Linked DNA regions of Mus musculus: region 1 is linked to region 2. The links are chromatin contacts, called in public ChIA-PET maps. All regions are on one chromosome and are shown on one strand. Each heading gives the region's core, a stretch centred on a gene start, on an enhancer-like site or on the middle of the called end of the contact. The rest is flanking DNA. Distances are from core to core; before and after follow the strand shown. Region 1 holds the start of Heca (hdc homolog, cell cycle regulator). Region 2 overlaps Reps1 (RalBP1 associated Eps domain containing protein).

The links. ChIA-PET counts read pairs in DNA pulled down with a chosen protein or histone mark.
Region 1: an RNA polymerase II ChIA-PET map of memory CD8 T cells shows a contact between it and region 2, with 89 read pairs. The contact joins the promoter of Heca here to the enhancer-like site in region 2. A contact is called at or near these places in 1 of 39 promoter capture datasets (second pharyngeal arch cranial neural crest), 3 of 484 Hi-C or Micro-C datasets (cerebral cortex and uterus), 3 of 115 datasets of contacts at active chromatin or transcription factors (bone marrow-derived macrophages, hepatocytes and memory CD8 T cells) and 2 of 9 other capture datasets (liver and pancreatic islet).

The regions. Positions count from the first base shown.
Region 1 is chr10:17,945,882-17,949,439 of GRCm38.p6, forward strand. It overlaps Heca (hdc homolog, cell cycle regulator), which reads right to left and starts at 2,186. Exons shown (of 4, transcript NM_001033432.3): 1 at 1,628-2,186. The coding sequence starts at 1,901.
Region 2 is chr10:18,067,669-18,071,717 of GRCm38.p6, forward strand. The region is part of intron 1 of Reps1 (RalBP1 associated Eps domain containing protein); the gene reads left to right. Among named protein-coding and RNA genes, the nearest start is that of Reps1, 14 kb to the left of the region's middle. Within about 2 kb of position 2,678, at least 89 of the 459 cell types and tissues checked have an H3K27ac peak or open chromatin away from gene starts, as enhancers often do. A contact at or near this core is called in bone marrow-derived macrophages, cerebral cortex, hepatocytes and 4 more, where this site is marked.

The sequences.
Region 1 (3,558 bases), core at 936-3,435, 120 kb before region 2:
ACTAAAATAATCTTTTGAATGAATAACTAGTAGCTGTTACTCACCAGCCATCTATTATTTGCAATGAGCTTTTATCGACCTTTACATAATAAGCCTTTAAATAACACGAAATGGGAACTTAAAAGTAAAGGGTCACTCTAAGCCTCCCTCAGGAAAATCCTCTAAAGGCCCAGTGTAACCCTCACTGCCCCCCCTCACTCCCTCAAGTGTGTCTATGAGGAAACTGAGGTTCAGAAAAACTGGCCTTTCTCCAGATATCAAAGCTCTAAATGGCTGAGGAAGAGCTGGTATTATGCAGTCTAAGTATCATCTTCTCTGTCACATCAATATCAAAAGGACGGTTAGAGATAAGAAAGCAAGAGCCGGCACAGGCTAGCCAAATAGGCTAGCCAAGTTTTGATAGTACACTATCAAACACTCACAAACGTGTAAGTTTGCTCCTCCTAATAAACAAATCTTCCTATTTCAAAACTGCAGGGGCTCAGCCAGGGGGGGGCCCTTTCCAACAGCCTGTAGTCTATCTCCTATGGGAATCACTGTGGCATTCTTGTAAGTACTGTAGCCCTTTTTATGGGAGACCATCTACATAGAGGATGGCTTTGAAAACTGTTAAGAAGCAAATATAACGATTCTAACGATTCTCATCTACTTACATTAAAATGTACATTTTTTTCCCCTGAAAAACTACCTGAGAAGAAAAAAGTTTAAAAGCTGCCCAAATAAATGTCAGGCATCCTGTGGTAAGAAGGGAAAATCCTGTCACACCTTAGCTATTACCTGCATTCCTCCCTTCTAAAGGATCATTCAAGCGCTCATGAAATTATCAGGGCTTCTTCAGAAAAACAAATGTGAAACAATTATACAAGGGACAGGAAAAGAAAGAAAGAAAGAAAGAAAGAAAGAAAGAAAGAAAGAAAGAAAGAAAGAAAGAAAGAAAGAAAGAGAAAAGAAGGAAAGGAAGAAAAGGAAGAAAAGAGAGAAAGAAAGAGAGAGAAAAAAAAGAAAAAGACACCCAAACACTTCAGGTTGGGAACGGAAGTCAAGTTCAGATTCTCTTCCTTCCTCGAGCAAGACAAGAGAATTAAATGAACACCACACACACACACACACACACACACACACACACACACACACACTCTCTCTCTCTCTCTCTCTCTCTCTCTCTCTCTCTCTCTCTCTCTCTCTCTCTCTCTCTCTCTCCACCTGTGGCAATCAGGCAACAGGCCTACATCTGCTGGGAATTGCAGCTTTTCTTCTTTGGGGGCAATGGTGGGTGGGTGGGTCGCGGTGAGCAGGGAAGTTTCCAATCGGATCATTCTAACTTGGGCTCCTTTTCCTGCTTGCCCGCTGCCTCGCTCCCACCAACCCGGGACATTTCAGACTCAGCCCGCGCGGGCACCACGGGGAGCAGGCACCAACCGGAGCGCCGCCGCGGGGCCCGCAGCCCCGGTCCACGCCGCTCCGCGTGGGGACCACGAAAGGAAAGGCAGCGCGGGGCGGTGGGGCGGGGCGAGCACTTCCTGACTCGCATTGTCCACGCGCCGCCCGCGCCACCCAGGGCCCCGCCACCGCGCCCGCCCGCCCGTCGGTGAGGAAGTTGGCGCTCGCCCCGCCGCTGTCGTCTTACCATTCTTAGCGTCTCCCGCGGCTGCAGCCCCCGCAGCGACGGTGGCGTTGGCGGCGCCCGTGCCCGCACCTCCCGGGCCCGCCGCGCCGCCGGTGCCCACCGCGCCGGGCGACGCCGCCCCGCAGCCCGCCGCCGCCGCCGCCAGGGCCCCTCCGGCCGCCGCGCCTGTCGCACCCGCCGCCGCCAAGGCCCCGGCTCCATTTTCCTGCTCGTCCCCGCTGCTGTTGGCGCGCTTGTTTTTGCGGCCGCCTTTGCTGTTCTTGGGGTTGGGCATCTCCCCGGCCCGCTCGCGGGTGTCCCGGTCCCCGGCGCCCACGAAGGCGGCTCCCCCGCCGCACCGGGGCGGCCACGGAGAGCGCGGGCCGGCCGCTCTTCCTCAGGCGCCCGCCCCGCCGCGCGGCCCTCGCCGCGACATTCCGGCCGCCGCGCCCTCCGCGGCAGAAGCCGGCGCGGCCACGCGCGGCCACCCGAGGCTCGCAGCCGCGCGGGCGCAACGGGCCCCCGAGCAGAGCGAGACGCGGAGGAGCCCGAGGGAAAAGGCGGGTCTCGGGCTTGTTTTGATTCGGCTGCGCTGACACGCTCCAGGCCCGCCCCCGCCCGTGACGACACTGGGGCTTGAGCCCGGCCCCGCCCACCCAGTGACCTCACGGCAACTCGCTCCGCCCCCGTGACGTCACGCTCGGCGCTCAGCCCTCGGCTCTGGGTGACGTCATCCAGGCGCCTTCTTGGGAGAGGGAGGCTGGCGGGCTTCCCGCGTGTGCTGACAGCCACGACTGGGAGCCAGGCAGTGTTCGTGAAGTTGTTAACTGGCCTTCTGACCTTACTGGAGCTAAACCTGACAACGTGGTCTGGAAAAACAAACAGGTGACTAGAACAGGAGAGCAAAACAAAGGGTTTCGGATTAATAATTCGCTCAATGGCTCTGCGGCTCAACAATGGTAAGATAGGAGTTTCTGGAGAGTGCAGTTGAGCTCCTGTATGGGAATTCTTCAGTCTCGTGGTGGAAAGCTTATTTAGCCCAGACCTACCAACCAGAGACCCAAGGGTTCTGTCGGTTCTGTCAGAAGCAGAGCCAGCCAGGAGGAGCCAGGCTGCACAAAGAAGACTGAGTTGTCTGGAGAGAACGGCCGGGTTGTGAGGAGGACATCAGAGGTGAAGAAGTGAGGGCACAGCCATGCTCAGCAGTAGATGGCCAACACAAAAGAGACTCAGTTGAATCTTAAGAGGTTCTTTGTCTCAGAATGTTTTGTCAGGGATATATATATATATATGTGTAATCTTTTTAGGTCTTTTGTATAGACATATGGCTTCCAGTTTTCTGTTTTTTGTGGAATTCCTCACTGAACGAATACATCTATATGACTTTCTCATGCTTTTTCATTTGTTTGTTTTGTCCTATATTGTGTGTTTGTTTTCATCTTATCTATTTTATTATTATTTAGATGCATATTTGTTTTCTAAGAAGAGGCAGGAAAGCTGTGGATTCGGCTGGGAAGGGAGGTGGAGAGGATCTTGGCAGAGCTGGAGAAGGGGAAAGAAGAGCAGAATATAGTGTATTAAAAATCTATTATTAAAGAAGAAAAACGGAAAGAAAGAAAAAGAGATGAGAGCACAGGGTTCCTGGGAAGAGTTTGATGTAATCTCCTTTTCTGCACTCTCTTCTGCCCCTTTCAAAGACCCGCTCCTTTCCACCCTTCTGATCTCAGCTCATTTCTTCAGAATGATCCCATACCTTACCAGAAGAGCTGTCCCGAGTATCACAGTTTATTTCTCCTGTCTACCTCTGATTACGTTGGCAATGTATATGCTTAAATAATTTTCCTCTGTTCCCTCGCATGAAACAGCCATATTTTTATCTTGGGTGCCGTAAGAAACAACTGAACTGATCTTGGTGAATGTATAAATGACATTCTTGATCCATGACTACAGAA
Region 2 (4,049 bases), core at 1,428-3,927:
ATATATATCTATGTGAGTGTGGCCATAGGGCTAGAGAACAACTGCTGGGAGTGCTGCTTGCCTTCCACCCTGGGCAGGCAGGGCCTCTTACTGCTGCTGCCGCTGTGCTGTGGTGCTTTTCACAACTACTACTACTGCTGCTGCTGCTGCTGCTGCTGCTGCTGCTGGTATCTTGCTGAAGTGCTGGGAATAAGCTGCCCACTGAGCCATCTCCCTGGTCATGCCCCTCACCCCTGACCCTCAAAGGCTAATCATACCTTCTACACATGGAGCTAATGTGACTGACCTTTAATCTTTTCCCCTTTGTGTGTGTGTGTGTGTGTGTGTGTGCGTGTGTGGTGTGTGTGTGTGTGTGTGTGTGTGCAGTTTGAATATGCATGAGTGGAGGTCAGAGAAAACCTTGTGAGGAGTCTGTTTCCTTCTACCATGTGGGTCTGGGATCAGCTCAGAATAGTAGGTTTGAAGACAATGCCCTTTCCTGCCGAGCCATCTTGCAGGCCTCTGAATTTTTTGAGGGCCTGCTCAGCTTCACAGAAGACTGAAACTTGGCAGTGTTCCATAACATGCTTTTTATATTCTTAATATATAGACACCAGTTTATGCCTCAAGTATGAATAAGGTCGCCCAGAATGCATTTGCTAGTAAAAGAGGGTGGAGGCCTGAGGCAGGTCGCTCGAGGCCTGAGGCGTCTGAAGGCTGTTAGCGGTGACACAGCTCAGCGCCTTAGAGGAGAAGAGTGAGGGGACTCCTGGCCGGGCTACAGATGACTCCTTTTTCCTTGTCATTTCCTACTGTATTCTTCAGGCATAGAGCAAATCTCTTCTCAGGATGAGGTCCCTTTTTTTTTAAGATCACAAACCAACTCACTTTTTCTATAGCTCTTTAATTTCCTTTGTCACAGAAGTATTCATCTTTAACCATCTGAATTAAGGTACAAATAGTATTGTTTTATATGTAAAACTATATATATATGCATATACATATATACATACACACATCTGTGTATATATAACAGTATTGTATTATATGAGATTAGATATTCAAATTAACAATTTAATACTTGAATATAAAATACCATGTTTACGCTTGTTTGCTTATTTGACTTCCGCTTCTTGAACTTTTTCTCTGTCCCTAGCTCTTGCTGGGACAGAGAGGGAGATGCCATGGCCCACTTTAGTATTAAGCTTACATGAGTATTTCTGTGTAGATGTGTAATATAAATAAGGAGTAGATTAATGGTGATTTCCATTTAATTAGTTCTCTTAGAGTGAGGTCAGAATTCTCATAAGATGTATGGTGGGAGCAGTCTTTGAAGTGGTGCTAAACAAGTGCACTAGGTGACTAGTCAAGGTCTGTGAACACACCAACTCAGGGCTAAAGTATTGCTGTTTCAAGGCTGTTGGCCTATGTTGGTTTTGGTTTTTTGTTTTTAAAGGCACTGGCAGCTTTCCTCCTATGTCCAGCTCCATCCTGATTGTTGTCCTAACATGGACTTTATGCCTCAGCTCAGCAGCCTGTGATCTGTTTGTTACAGAGCTTGTGCTATTTAGTAGTTGCTTCTTATCAGGCTGCTCCCTCGTTTGGAACCCCCTCCTTCCGCTCCCAGGGTCTTCCTCGTCCTTTATGAACTATCTTCACTTTGGTAGGCTTTAGAGATCCTGATTGGAACAATTTGGATTCTTGGAAGCTCTTTCCCTCCCAGTCAGTTGTGTCTTAGGGCTTCTGTGCCTCAATGAAACACCATGACCAAAACAACTTAGGGAGATACGGGTTTATTTTACTCACAATTCCATATATGACAGCTCACCCTCAAAAGCAGCGAGGGCAGGAACTCACACATTGCATGAACCCAGAAGCAGAGGCTGATGCAGAGGCCATGAAGGGGTACTGCTTCCAGGCTTGCTCCCCATGGCTTGCTCAGCCTGCTTTCTTATAGAGCCCAGGACCAGCCCAGGAAAGGCACCACCCACAGAGGGTTGATCACTCCCTCAGCAATCACTAATTAAGAAAATGCTGTATAGGCTTGTCTTAGTAGTCTAGTCTTAATGGAGGCATTTATCTCAACGGTGGCTCCCTCCTCTCAGATGACTCCAGCTTGTGTCTAGTTGACATAAAACTAGCCAGAGCAGATGGTCCCATTTGGAGTTTGTCCATTGCTTGCTGCATTTCCAGTGTCTTCAGAGCTAATAACACTGGAAAAGTGTTGTGAATAAAATTCAGATTTCTTTTTTGTTTTCCTCTTTCCTACCTTTCTCCCTTCCTCCCTTCCACCTTGCTTCCTTCTTTTCCTCTTTTCCCCGTCCTGGCTTTTTCGCTCATCCATCCTTCCTTTCTTATCCCTCCTTTCTCCCTTCCTCCCTCCATTGATGTCCTACATGGTGGTCTCAAATTCACAATCCTCCTGCTTCAGCCTCTTAAGTGCTAAGATTACAGGCTGTCACCTATCTTAAATTCAGATTCCTTTTCTTTCATGATCTCATGGTGTCACAGGAGAGGAGCAGAAATGCAGAATAGATGTTTAGAAAACACAGACAACTTTTTAGGGCTAGTCAGTTGCTTCGTCCTGCTCTTGCAGTCTCCTCGAGAGATGAGGATGAGGGAGTAAGGCAGGCCTCCTCAGGCAGGGAGTTGAAAGTGTGGGGGTGAAGTTGTGCTTGGCTGGCTTGCTGCCTAGCTCTGTGGGTGCTTTTTCCCCACCCCAATCAGCATTCTGGGCATGAGGAGAGAGAGGGAGCAAGAACAGGAACAAATAGCCCTGAATCTGAGCTCTGACTTTGCTGATGCGTTTGCCTGTTTGCCAGTCCCTTCTTCTCCCTTTGAGAACTTTTTAAAAGTGTAATAGCAGACTGAGAATTTTTAAAAAACAAAAAGTAGAAATTTATTTGCAATGATAAGGATTAGCTGTGGTAGAATCTGGGCATCCCACTGCATGCATGCTTGTTCATAAAATACAATATGAAGCATAAGCTAGGGAGAGTTTCTGAGGACCTGGGGACAGGGAGAGCCACAAAGGAAGTTATGGGTGGGGGCGCCTTTGTACAGTATCACTTCAGGATAGCACAGTTCCTAGACTAGGCCTTTGCAGCTTGGGCCATGTCAGAATCACTGTGCAAATCTGCAGGGACAGAAGCAGAAGTGGCTAAGCCTTGGCAGTAGAAGAGCCCACCTTCAGAAAGAACGGTGGCCTGAGGAAGGGAGGTTATGGTTAGGTTTTCTGTTCACTGCCCACAGTTTTAAACCACCTCAGTCAGAAGTCTTTTACTTCCTTGATCACATTTCCTTCTAGACTTAATTCTGGAAGGAATCCAAACCTAGTGTTTCTCACTTGTACCTAACAAATGGCAAAGCTGTAATTGCCATACTCAGCAGTGATATAGTATGGTGGTTAGTTTCTGCAGTGGTGTAGTATGGTGGTTAGTTTCTGCAGTGTTCTTTTTGCTTCCAGTGTAGTTCTCTTGACTTTGCACATCCCCTTGTCCGATTCTATTCTCTTTTACAGTCAAAGAACAAATGACTCCTGTTTCTGCTTGGCCACCATGGACCCTATTTTCCCTAAGTACTAGTCATCTACCTTTTGCATTTGCCTTCTTTTTTAAAAAAAGATTTTTATTGTTATTTTAATATGTGTGTATGTATGTATGTATCTGTGTGCATAAATACATCCACATGGGCACAGGTGCTTGCAAAGGCCATTGATATTGGGTCCCTGGGTCTGGAGTTACAGCGCGTTGTGAGCGGCTGGAGGTGGTGTTGGGGACTGAGCTCAGGTGCAGCTCCTCTACAAGAGCAGTATGTGCTCTTAGTCATTGAGTACTGAGCTATCCAGCCCCTTAAAGATACTCTTCTTCTCTTCTCTTCTCTTCTCTTCTCTTCTCTTCTCTTCTCTTCTCTTCTCTTCTCTTCTCTTCTCTTCTCTTCTGTTGGGTTAGGTTTTGGGTTTTGGTTTTTTTGAGACAGTATTTCTCTGTATAGCCCTGGCTGTCCTGGAGCTCTATATGCTAGGGTGGCCTGGATCAACTCCGAGATCCTTCTGCCTCTGCTTCCCAAGT